2 separate regions of the Sus scrofa genome follow, and region 1 is linked to region 2. A link is a contact called in public HiChIP or PLAC-seq data. All regions are on one chromosome and are shown on one strand. Each heading gives the region's core, a stretch centred on a gene start, on an enhancer-like site or on the middle of the called end of the contact. The rest is flanking DNA. Distances are from core to core; before and after follow the strand shown.

Region 1 (4,637 bases), core at 117-2,616, 170 kb after region 2:
ACTTTGATCCTCCTGATAACTAATTAAGCAAGGGTTGAAAATCCCTAAATGTCTTTTGTTCAGAATTTTTTAACAGTGGTTAAAAAATGTTCTGTCTTACAAAGGTCCAAGAGGTATGTGTGTGTATGTATTTCAAGTGAGTGCTAGTGAATAGACAGTATTCAAAATATACCATTACAGAGACATTAGACATTCTATAATGTTGAAGATTTTAAGAAATAAAGTGGAAATCATTGGTGTGGCTGTGCTGTGTGTGGACATACAATTAAAGCTCGAAAGACTGGGCATTTAGTGAATAAGCAGTATGAGTGTAATGAGTGCCACAGGTCCAGGTCAGCATTATGGAATTCATCTTTCACTTCTGAATTTTCTCTGGTCAGAGACAATGTTGGATTCAGATGAAGCTTAGTAATGATTGAAGTATAGTACACCAGGCCTGCCGTGTCTCTCAACCTAAGCTTACAATTGTGGAACACCCTAAAAGAAAAAATCCAGTGACCTCATTATGTAGTATTTGGCAGCTGTGGACACAGCATTTTAGCTGGGACTTTAATAGAGAAAAGACAGGACAGAGACAGTACACATCCTGTGAGATCTAGGTGTCCTTCTGAAGCATTTTAGTTTATAATTTAAGGGCTTTTTGCCTTCCTACTCCGAGCAGCCTGGACAGTTAAGAGTTCCAGTCAGCCCCTCCCTCCCCTGCCCTCCCTCCTTTTGGTCAATCCTTGGAACTTGCATACACCATGGATTTGGTCTCGATTTTTACAATTAAGTGGGTTTTGTGCTCTGGATGTTTGCCATAGAAGGGTCTAAATCTTTTTTTTTTTTTTTTTCCTTCCTTAAAATGTGTTACTCTGATGATGTAAGAGAAGCACAGCCTCTTAAGGAAAGAAAAGGAAGCCCGTGAACTATTTGGGAGGTTTTCATTTTGCATACACCCATGCTTTGCGAAAGACTTTAAGTCCGGGTCAAAATCATGCCCTTGCAAATAGGAAAATGTGGGCTTGGCTCATGCTTTTGCTGGAGTACATGTCCCCGGAGTGGGGCGTTCTTATTTTACTTCTTCCCACAAAGTTGATCGGGTTTCTCTCACGAGGAGAGGGCCCTCTGGGCCTAGGCCTCAGTGAAATGCAGGGGAGACCCCTGGGCGCCCCTTTGCGACGGGGAGGGTCCCCGGGGTGCTCTGGCGTTCGCGTCTCAGGCCGCTTTGTGAAGCAGGGTGTCGTACCGAGCCCCTTGCAGTGGGAAACGTGCTTCCGCGCTTGCTCCGAGGCCCGGCGGCCGCCGCCCTCCGGCCTCCGCGCGAGGCGAGGCGAGGCGAGGCGGGCCGGCCCGGCGACATTTCACGAGGCCGCTTGGCAGCCATTTTAGATCCTGCCCGCGCTGCGAGCTCCTGGCTGCCAAAAACTGCAGCCGCTCCGTGCCAAGACACTCTTGGCAGTGGAGATAAACTTTGTAGAGATACACAGTCCAGAAATATCTTATAATTACAAAGCACAGGGGGCAGAATGTTTTTACAATACAGCTGTGCTAATGTAAACATTTAATTTGGCAGCCTTCTCCACCCACTTTTCAATTAACCGGGTTTAGGCAGATACTTTAGGTCTGTAATAAACTTTATTGCTACTTCTCGTAGAGTACAGTTTATGAAACACAGATTGGAGGGGCTTTGTTGGGGGGTTTCCATGCATATAGGAAAGCACATGGTGAAGGTTGTGCTGCCATGAAGGGGAAGTGTAAGCTTTCTGTCTCAGAAACCGCTACAGGCCCGGCTTGACGGAAACAGTTGCTTTAAGGGGAGAAAACTGTGGGGGCTGTCTCCTTTGGCTTCTTCAGCCTGCGAGAGGATATTAATAGAAAGAGGTAGAATCACTTATATAGCTACAAAAAGACACTTGTGTTGGTGATCATTAAAAAAGATAAATGTCCCCTGCAATGCATGAGACTGTTTCAGAGATAAATTCCCAATAACAGTTCTTACAGATATAATTATAATAATTGTGTAATCGCCGTGATAATTATTCTTATAGAGTGAAAGAAATAATTTTCTATCTAAAGTAGCATTCAACTCTTCAGCTCACAAAGCTAGTCAATAGATCCTTTTCAGCTAACCTAGAAAAAAAAATGGTAGAGGTCATAGAGTTTTAAAGCTAAATTTGGTTTTAATTGACATTGAGAAAGGGAATTTTTTTTTTCATAAGGAATATGACATCACATTTCATGATAGCTCTTTGCATAGATGTGTTTACACATTTCTCAGATAAATTAGAGAATACCATATACATGCCAAACGTATGGATATTTCATTTTTTAAAGACAAAGAAGGCATTCAGCTCATATTTTCATGTCTTACCATTTAGAAACTTTGCCTTGATTCTGGTTTTTATGGTTTTTAAAAATTATCTTTTTTTTTTTTTTCTCCACTTAATGGTGGATTTTCATAATAGCAAACCATTCTTATATTTTCCCCTCAGGACTCCATTTGAGTGCCTCGTTTAGTCTGGCTCCAACACCATTCAATCTGTGGGGTGTGACCATAAAGTAATTTTCAATTTGAAGTTGTATTCTTCTGTTCAGCTCCCAAAGCTCATCACCAGATCCCTTTCAGCCATCCTGAGAGATGATAGTGGTCAGAGAATTTTGAAGTTGTACTCTTATTATTTTATAGTCTTGTTATTTTTATCCTCCAATAGCTCTTTTGCCATCATATTACCTTTATGCATTCTGCTCATCACAGCTAAACAAGGCATTTGCAATGGCTTTTATTCTCTCAGATGTTTTACTCTTTAAAAACAAAAATCAAACAAAAAATGTTTGTCTCACAGCTAAATCCGTGTGTGTGTGTGTGTGTGTGTGTGTGTGTGTGTATCATGTCAGTTCTATTTTCAAAATATAATACCTGAGGATACTGTTTATTTGTAAAATTTAAGCAGCTTATTTTACCTGTTAGCAAGTGATAAAAGCACAACACAGATTAAATTGTATGCTGCATGAAGAGAAGGACAAAAAATGTTTTGTCCTCTGCTGTAGACTGAGCTCCAAGGATGATGCATCATGGAATCTTTTGGTGCTCAATCTTGTGTTGGTGGTAGTTTTTTTAAAAAAATTCTTTTTATTGGGAGTCTCCTTTGTGGCTCAGCAGTTAATGAACACGACTAGGATCCACGAGGATGCAGGTGCAATCCTTGGCCTCACTCAGTGGGTAGGATCAGGTGTTGCTGGGAGCTGTGGTTGTAGATCACAGATGCGGCTCCAATTTGGCATTGCTATGACTGTGGCGTAGGCTGGTAACTGTGGCTCCGATTCACCTCTTAGCCTGGGAACTTACATATGGCACGGGTGAAGCCCTAAAAAGCAAAACAAACAAACAAACTTTTTGTTAAAGTAGAGTTGATTTACAATGTTGTGCTAATTTCTGCTGTACAGGAAAGCGAGCGACCCAGTCATTCATATATGAATACACACACACACACATATATATATATATATATATATATATATATATATATATATGTATATATCCCTTTTCTTATATTATCTTCCATCACGGTCTATCCCAAGTTGTTTTTTTTTTCCCCTAAAATAAACAATGGGTAAATCTAGTAAGTACAAGTTGGAATCCTAAATACTAACTGTTAATTAACTGTATAAATTGGTAGGTCATTATGAAACTTTTCTTTGGATTGTTTTATTTTTCTTTGGGAAATTAATGCTCTTTGTCTCAATTTCTTCATGGACGGTGTATCCAAGATAATATCCTTTCTGCAGCTGAAATGAACTCCCTGAATTATACAGGACAGAGTACAATAGAAGGAGGTCACAGTCTTGTGCAGGGAAGCAGCATCTAAGCCGCCAACCAGGAGGCAGTGTTAAAAGGCCTTTATTGGAGATATGAGCAAGGTGTTGCAGGCCTGGGGGTTGGCCTCTTTAGGTGGGGGAAAGTGAGATTCAAGGAAGATAGACAAAATTCAAGGCCTTCGGAAGGTGAGTTAGGAGTTCATCTAGCTGTGAAAAAAGGGATATTTCTGAGATAGAATCTGTGCGGGCAAAGGCATAGAGCCTTGCACTTGCACAGCGTGTTCTAGGAGTTTCCCCGGCATGTTGGAGCTTAGGCATTGAGAAGTTAGATAGAAGAAGAGGTGCAAGGTGAAGTTGTCTGATGGCCTAGTGAGCAGTGCGGCTGGGCTAGGACCAGATGATGAACAGTTTTCAATGCTGTGCTAAGGATGTCATAGATTGTTATGGGCAGTCATGAGCTATCAAAGTGTTTTAAGGATTGAAATGGTGTGCTTCCTGCAGGCAGTGCAGAGGATGGAGTCTGACTTTATTGTGAAGAGGAAATTCTCTTTGCCTGAGGAGGTTCAGACTATTGTCAGATGAGACATGAAGGCTCAAGGAGGTATTTTAGTAGCATTTTGGAAGGAGCTGAGGGAGTGGCCTTAAGAGATGGAATTTAGGCCAACAACTTAATGTGAGGTTTTAGGAAGATGGGGTTTCCATCTCCCTAAATGGTGTATGTGGGTGCTATTAATTGAGGTGTGGATGAGGGTGCTAAGAGTGTGCAAGAATTGTGCACTGGTGATATCAGTAGGAATTTGCAGTTAAAAAGAGAGGTTAGGAGTTCCCATTGTGGCTCA
Region 2 (4,344 bases), core at 1,424-3,923:
CGGGTCGAGAACCAGACATAATGTCTGTGAGGATGCAGGTTCAATTCCACGCTCAGTGCATTAAGGAAACAGTGTTGCCCCAAGCTGGGGTACAGGTCACAGATGAAGTCAGATCCCATGTTGCTTTGGCTGTGGCGTACGCTGCATCTGCATTTCTGATTCTGACCCCTAGCCCAGGAACTTCCATAAGCCACAGGTTTGGCTGTAAAAAGGAAAAGAAATGTTTAAATGACTTGCCCAAGGATCACTCAGGTAACCAGATGCAGAGAACTTAGGAGTTCAGAACTAGAACGTAGAGTCTCTAACTCCCCAACTGGTAGGATCTGACTTAAAACAGGTCCTATAAACCCTTGAAGAGGGATTTGTTGAGTATTTAACCTAAGAAGTAGGGACTTAGATATTTTTAGTATTATAGCTCTTCACACTAGTGTTTTCTCCTGCAGCAGAAAAGTAAGAACCCATATCCAAAGCTGACATATAAAGAGGAAGAGATGGAGTTCCCCTCATGGCTCAATTGTTAACGAATCCGACTAGGAACCATGAGGTTGCAGGTTCAATCCCTGGCCTTTCTCAGTGGGTTAAGGATCCGGCATTGCCGTGAGCTGTGGTGTAGGTTGCAGAAGCAGCTCAGATCCCGCATTGCTGTGGCTCTGGCGTAGGCCAGCAGCTACAGCTGCGATTAGACCCCTAGCCTGGGAACCTCCATATGCCGCAGGAGTGGCCCTAGAAAAGGCAAAAAGACAAAAATAAAAAATTAAAAAAAAAATAAAGAGGAAGATATGATGAACATTTCAGATATAACAGGCTATGTTTAACTCTAAGAAAGTGTTGTTCCCCTAATTGATTGGAAATTAATGCCAGCCCATTGTAGAGTTGGGAAAACTGAGCTTAGGTGCCTTGCCCAGTTTCATCAGGGACAAACCCAGAGTTATCTGACCCCCAAGATGCTACACTTCATCTTCTTCCCTCTGCCAAAACCAAATGGGCAATGTTGCCAAGGGCCCCTTCTCTCTTAATGCCCTGAAAATATGAGGATGTGAACTAGAAGTTAGCAGCCAAGGAAGTACTAATTAAGTTGAGATACATGGCATATTAACACAAGGATAATCAAAGTCCTGGGTAGTAAAGATAGTGCAATTTCTTTGAATGACATTCAGAATGACTGAGCCACGGATAATGTCCTACACATGCTCTTCATTTGTTCATACATGGCCAGGGTTACACAGCCAGACACAGTGGTCCTGGCTATAGACACAGAATTTATTTCCTATCTCAAATCATTTCTGGAAGTAGGTGGAGAAAAAAAATTATCAAGTCAATACCCTAATATTAAAAGCCTTTGGGAGGTAATTTTTACTGTTAAATAATAAAATACAACTGCTTAAAAATCATTCTGGAGTGGGAATATTTACCACTCTCTACCTTTTGAGGTCTTCCTCTTTGCTGTCACTCTAAATCTTGCTCTCCATTCCCGTCACACTGGCATAGTTCAGGCTCTCTTCACTTCTCCCCTGGGTAGTACTCAGCCCTTTGTTCCCCCCCCACACTCCACCCCAATCATGCTACCACAATCGCTCCAAGTCTTTAACCTGTTCAGTAGTTCCTCCTCCCCTAAATATCTACCCACCTTCATGTGTGAACACAGGTTGCTCACAACATTTTGACCTTCATTCCCAATGTACAGAACATCTTGTGTCCCAAATGCACCATGCTGTTTCACACCTCTGAGCCTTTGCACTTGGTAGGCTCTCTGCATGGCATGTCCTTCCCTAAGTTTATCTGAAGAACTCCGATTCATCTTTAAACACATAGTCCAAGGGTCATCTCCTCTGAGAAGCCCTTCATTACCTTTCCATGTTCTAATCTTTATATCCCACAAGATTTTTTTGATTAATACATCTGTCACACTCAGTGACTTTGATTTGTTACCATGTTTATTTCCCCTAGCAGACACTAAGCTCCCGGAAAGAATGCACAGTATCCTCTACATTTGGGCATCTCCATACCCAGGAGAACCCTGGCATATGTAGTAGGGGCTCAGTAAATACCCTGGCAGTAAATTGAACTGATTCCAGTTGTCATTGTCATGGTCAACATCCCATGGTTGGTGGACACCCACAGGAGCATAACTCGTTAGTAAGTGTTACTTTCAGTGCTTGGAGTGGTTGAAGGAGTGACAGCCAAACTCCATGCTGATTTTGATGCAAAGAAAAGAGGGCCCCTCCAAAATAGGAGGGAAAGAAGAAAAGCTAGAGGAGCCTGAAATGTGTTCATTTTGTCACTTTCAAATGCCAGAGATTGGGATTTTAGTGCAGGCCAAGCCACTTATCTTAGAAGGTTCTGACAAATTTGCTGGGAAGAGTAAGAGAAATGAGTACAATTAAAAATCTGTGGTCAAAAGGTTACAGAAAGGAATGGCACACATTTCAGCTGGGGAATAGGAAGTGGTCTTGTCTTCCGCAACAGGGCTGGCTAATAAATCTGGAGAGTTTTATTGACTTCATAGGCGCAAAAATAACCACCCGGAGAAGACATCGGGTTTCACTTATTTTTTTGGAAAGTAATTTTTCACAGACGCGAGGTTAAAAGAAAGTGGTTGCTGGGGCTTCGGCTGTGGTGGTGTGTCTCCTGGTATGCGTAATGCAACTGGATCTCAGTTCTGGGATGACGCCCAGTTTCAGAGGTCTAAAGCCGCTGTTGAAAGCAATGAGGACAGAGTGTTGCCAACATTTTATGTATGCAACTGTAGATCGGTTGTCTTAGTGCAAGGATAGACTTTGATCAAAAGTGTCTGGAGGGAGGGGTTTCATTAAATGCTGTTTTCAATCCTTAATTCTATAGCTTTTATGTCTACTTGTTCCTAAGTCTACTACAGACCCCAAATGGCCCTGGCACAAAGAAGCCCCTCCCCAAGCCCCAGTGTGGCTGTCAGGCAGCAGCAGTGAAGGATGGGCATGCAAGGAGTATTTGGGTAGAAAAGGTACACAGTTTGGAAGGCTTTGCTCCTCATTCCCTGGATTTCAGTCTCATGTTAGACCATTCAAAGAGGAAAGAGCTTGAAGCTCTCTCCCTCCAGCCTTATGTCTGTGATTCATTACGAAAACTTGAAAACTTCCCCTACACAAAGACAAGCTTTCCTAAAAAAAGGATTATTGATAAGGGTGTATGTTTATTGCATGAGTTCTTCCTTTTAAAAACATCTGGCCAAGAATAGAAAATTCAGCCAGTCTTAGAAGGTTTAAATGTCCCTTGCTGGACTCCTTTTAATTGTCCTCATAATCATGGAAAAGATGGCAACTAGGGAATACTTTTAAGAGCTTACAACCTTTATGTTCAAGTCTCATCTCATGGTAAACCTGCAGGGAAACTTCTCCCACAGTAAAGAAGGGAAAATTTATTTTCTTTATTCCTCTTTCTTCTAGAAATCAATGAGAACACAGATAGTGGAACTGTGAGCTTGGTCAGATTGTTGGTGAGTGGCGCCTTCTGGTGTGTGGGAGGCCACTTATCCTCAGAGCCACCCCCTGCAGTCTCCATAAAAGTGGACTGGATCTGAGAGTTAGCCTCTTTGGATGGGAATCAGGAAATAAAATACAAAATTACTCCATCTGAAATAATCACCTTAGGAGTTCCCACTGTAGCTCAGCAGGTTAAGGACCTGACATTGTCTCTGTGAGGATCCAGGTTCAATCTCTGGCTTCACTCGGTGGGTTAATGATCTGGCATTGCCACAAGGTGTGGAGCAGGTCACAGACACAGCTCAGATCCCATGCTGCATGGCTGTGGCTCAGGCCTCAGCTGCAGCTCTGATTCAACCACTATCCTGGGACTTCCATATGTTGCAGGTGTGACTGTAAAAAGAAAAAAACATAAAAATAAATTGTTTTAGTGAAATAATCACCTTGTTTGAAAGATGACAAAAAAATGGTTTCTGAAATGTATTTTTTAGCAGCAAAATCCTTTTTCACAGGAAAATCTTAGATAATAAATTCGTTAATGTTTATTGAATCCTTGGCATGTGCAGGGCACTGGACTGAGCCCTTTATGTGTGTAGTATTATTTAATTTAATCTTCACTACTCTTTTTTTTTTTAATCTTTTTGTCTTTTTGCCATTTCTTGGGCCGCTCCTGCAGCATATGGAGGTTCCCAGGCTAGGGGTTGAATCAGAGCTGTAGCTACCAGCCTACACCAGAGCCACAGCAATGCGGGATCCGAGCCACATCTACAAACCTATACCACAGCTCATAGCAACGCCAGATCCTTAACCCACTGAGCAAGGCCAAGGGTCAAACCCTCAACCTCATGGTTCCTAGTCAGATTCGTTAACCACTGCGCCACGACGG

What was found. HiChIP or PLAC-seq counts read pairs in DNA pulled down with a chosen protein or histone mark.
Region 1: an H3K27ac HiChIP or PLAC-seq map of skeletal muscle shows a contact between it and region 2. The contact joins two enhancer-like sites. A contact is called at or near these places in 5 of 47 Hi-C or Micro-C datasets (heart right ventricle, mesenteric adipose tissue, skeletal muscle and 1 more) and 1 of 2 datasets of contacts at active chromatin or transcription factors (skeletal muscle).

The regions. Positions count from the first base shown.
Region 1 is chr1:208,295,620-208,300,256 of Sscrofa11.1, forward strand. The region is part of intron 2 of NFIB (nuclear factor 1 B-type); the gene reads left to right. Among named protein-coding and RNA genes, the nearest start is that of NFIB, 120 kb to the left of the region's middle. Within about 2 kb of position 1,367, at least 35 of the 83 cell types and tissues checked have an H3K27ac peak or open chromatin away from gene starts, as enhancers often do. A contact at or near this core is called in skeletal muscle, where this site is marked.
Region 2 is chr1:208,129,013-208,133,356 of Sscrofa11.1, forward strand. No RefSeq gene overlaps it. Among named protein-coding and RNA genes, the nearest start is that of NFIB, 51 kb to the right of the region's middle. Within about 2 kb of position 2,674, at least 11 of the 83 cell types and tissues checked have an H3K27ac peak or open chromatin away from gene starts, as enhancers often do. A contact at or near this core is called in skeletal muscle, where this site is marked.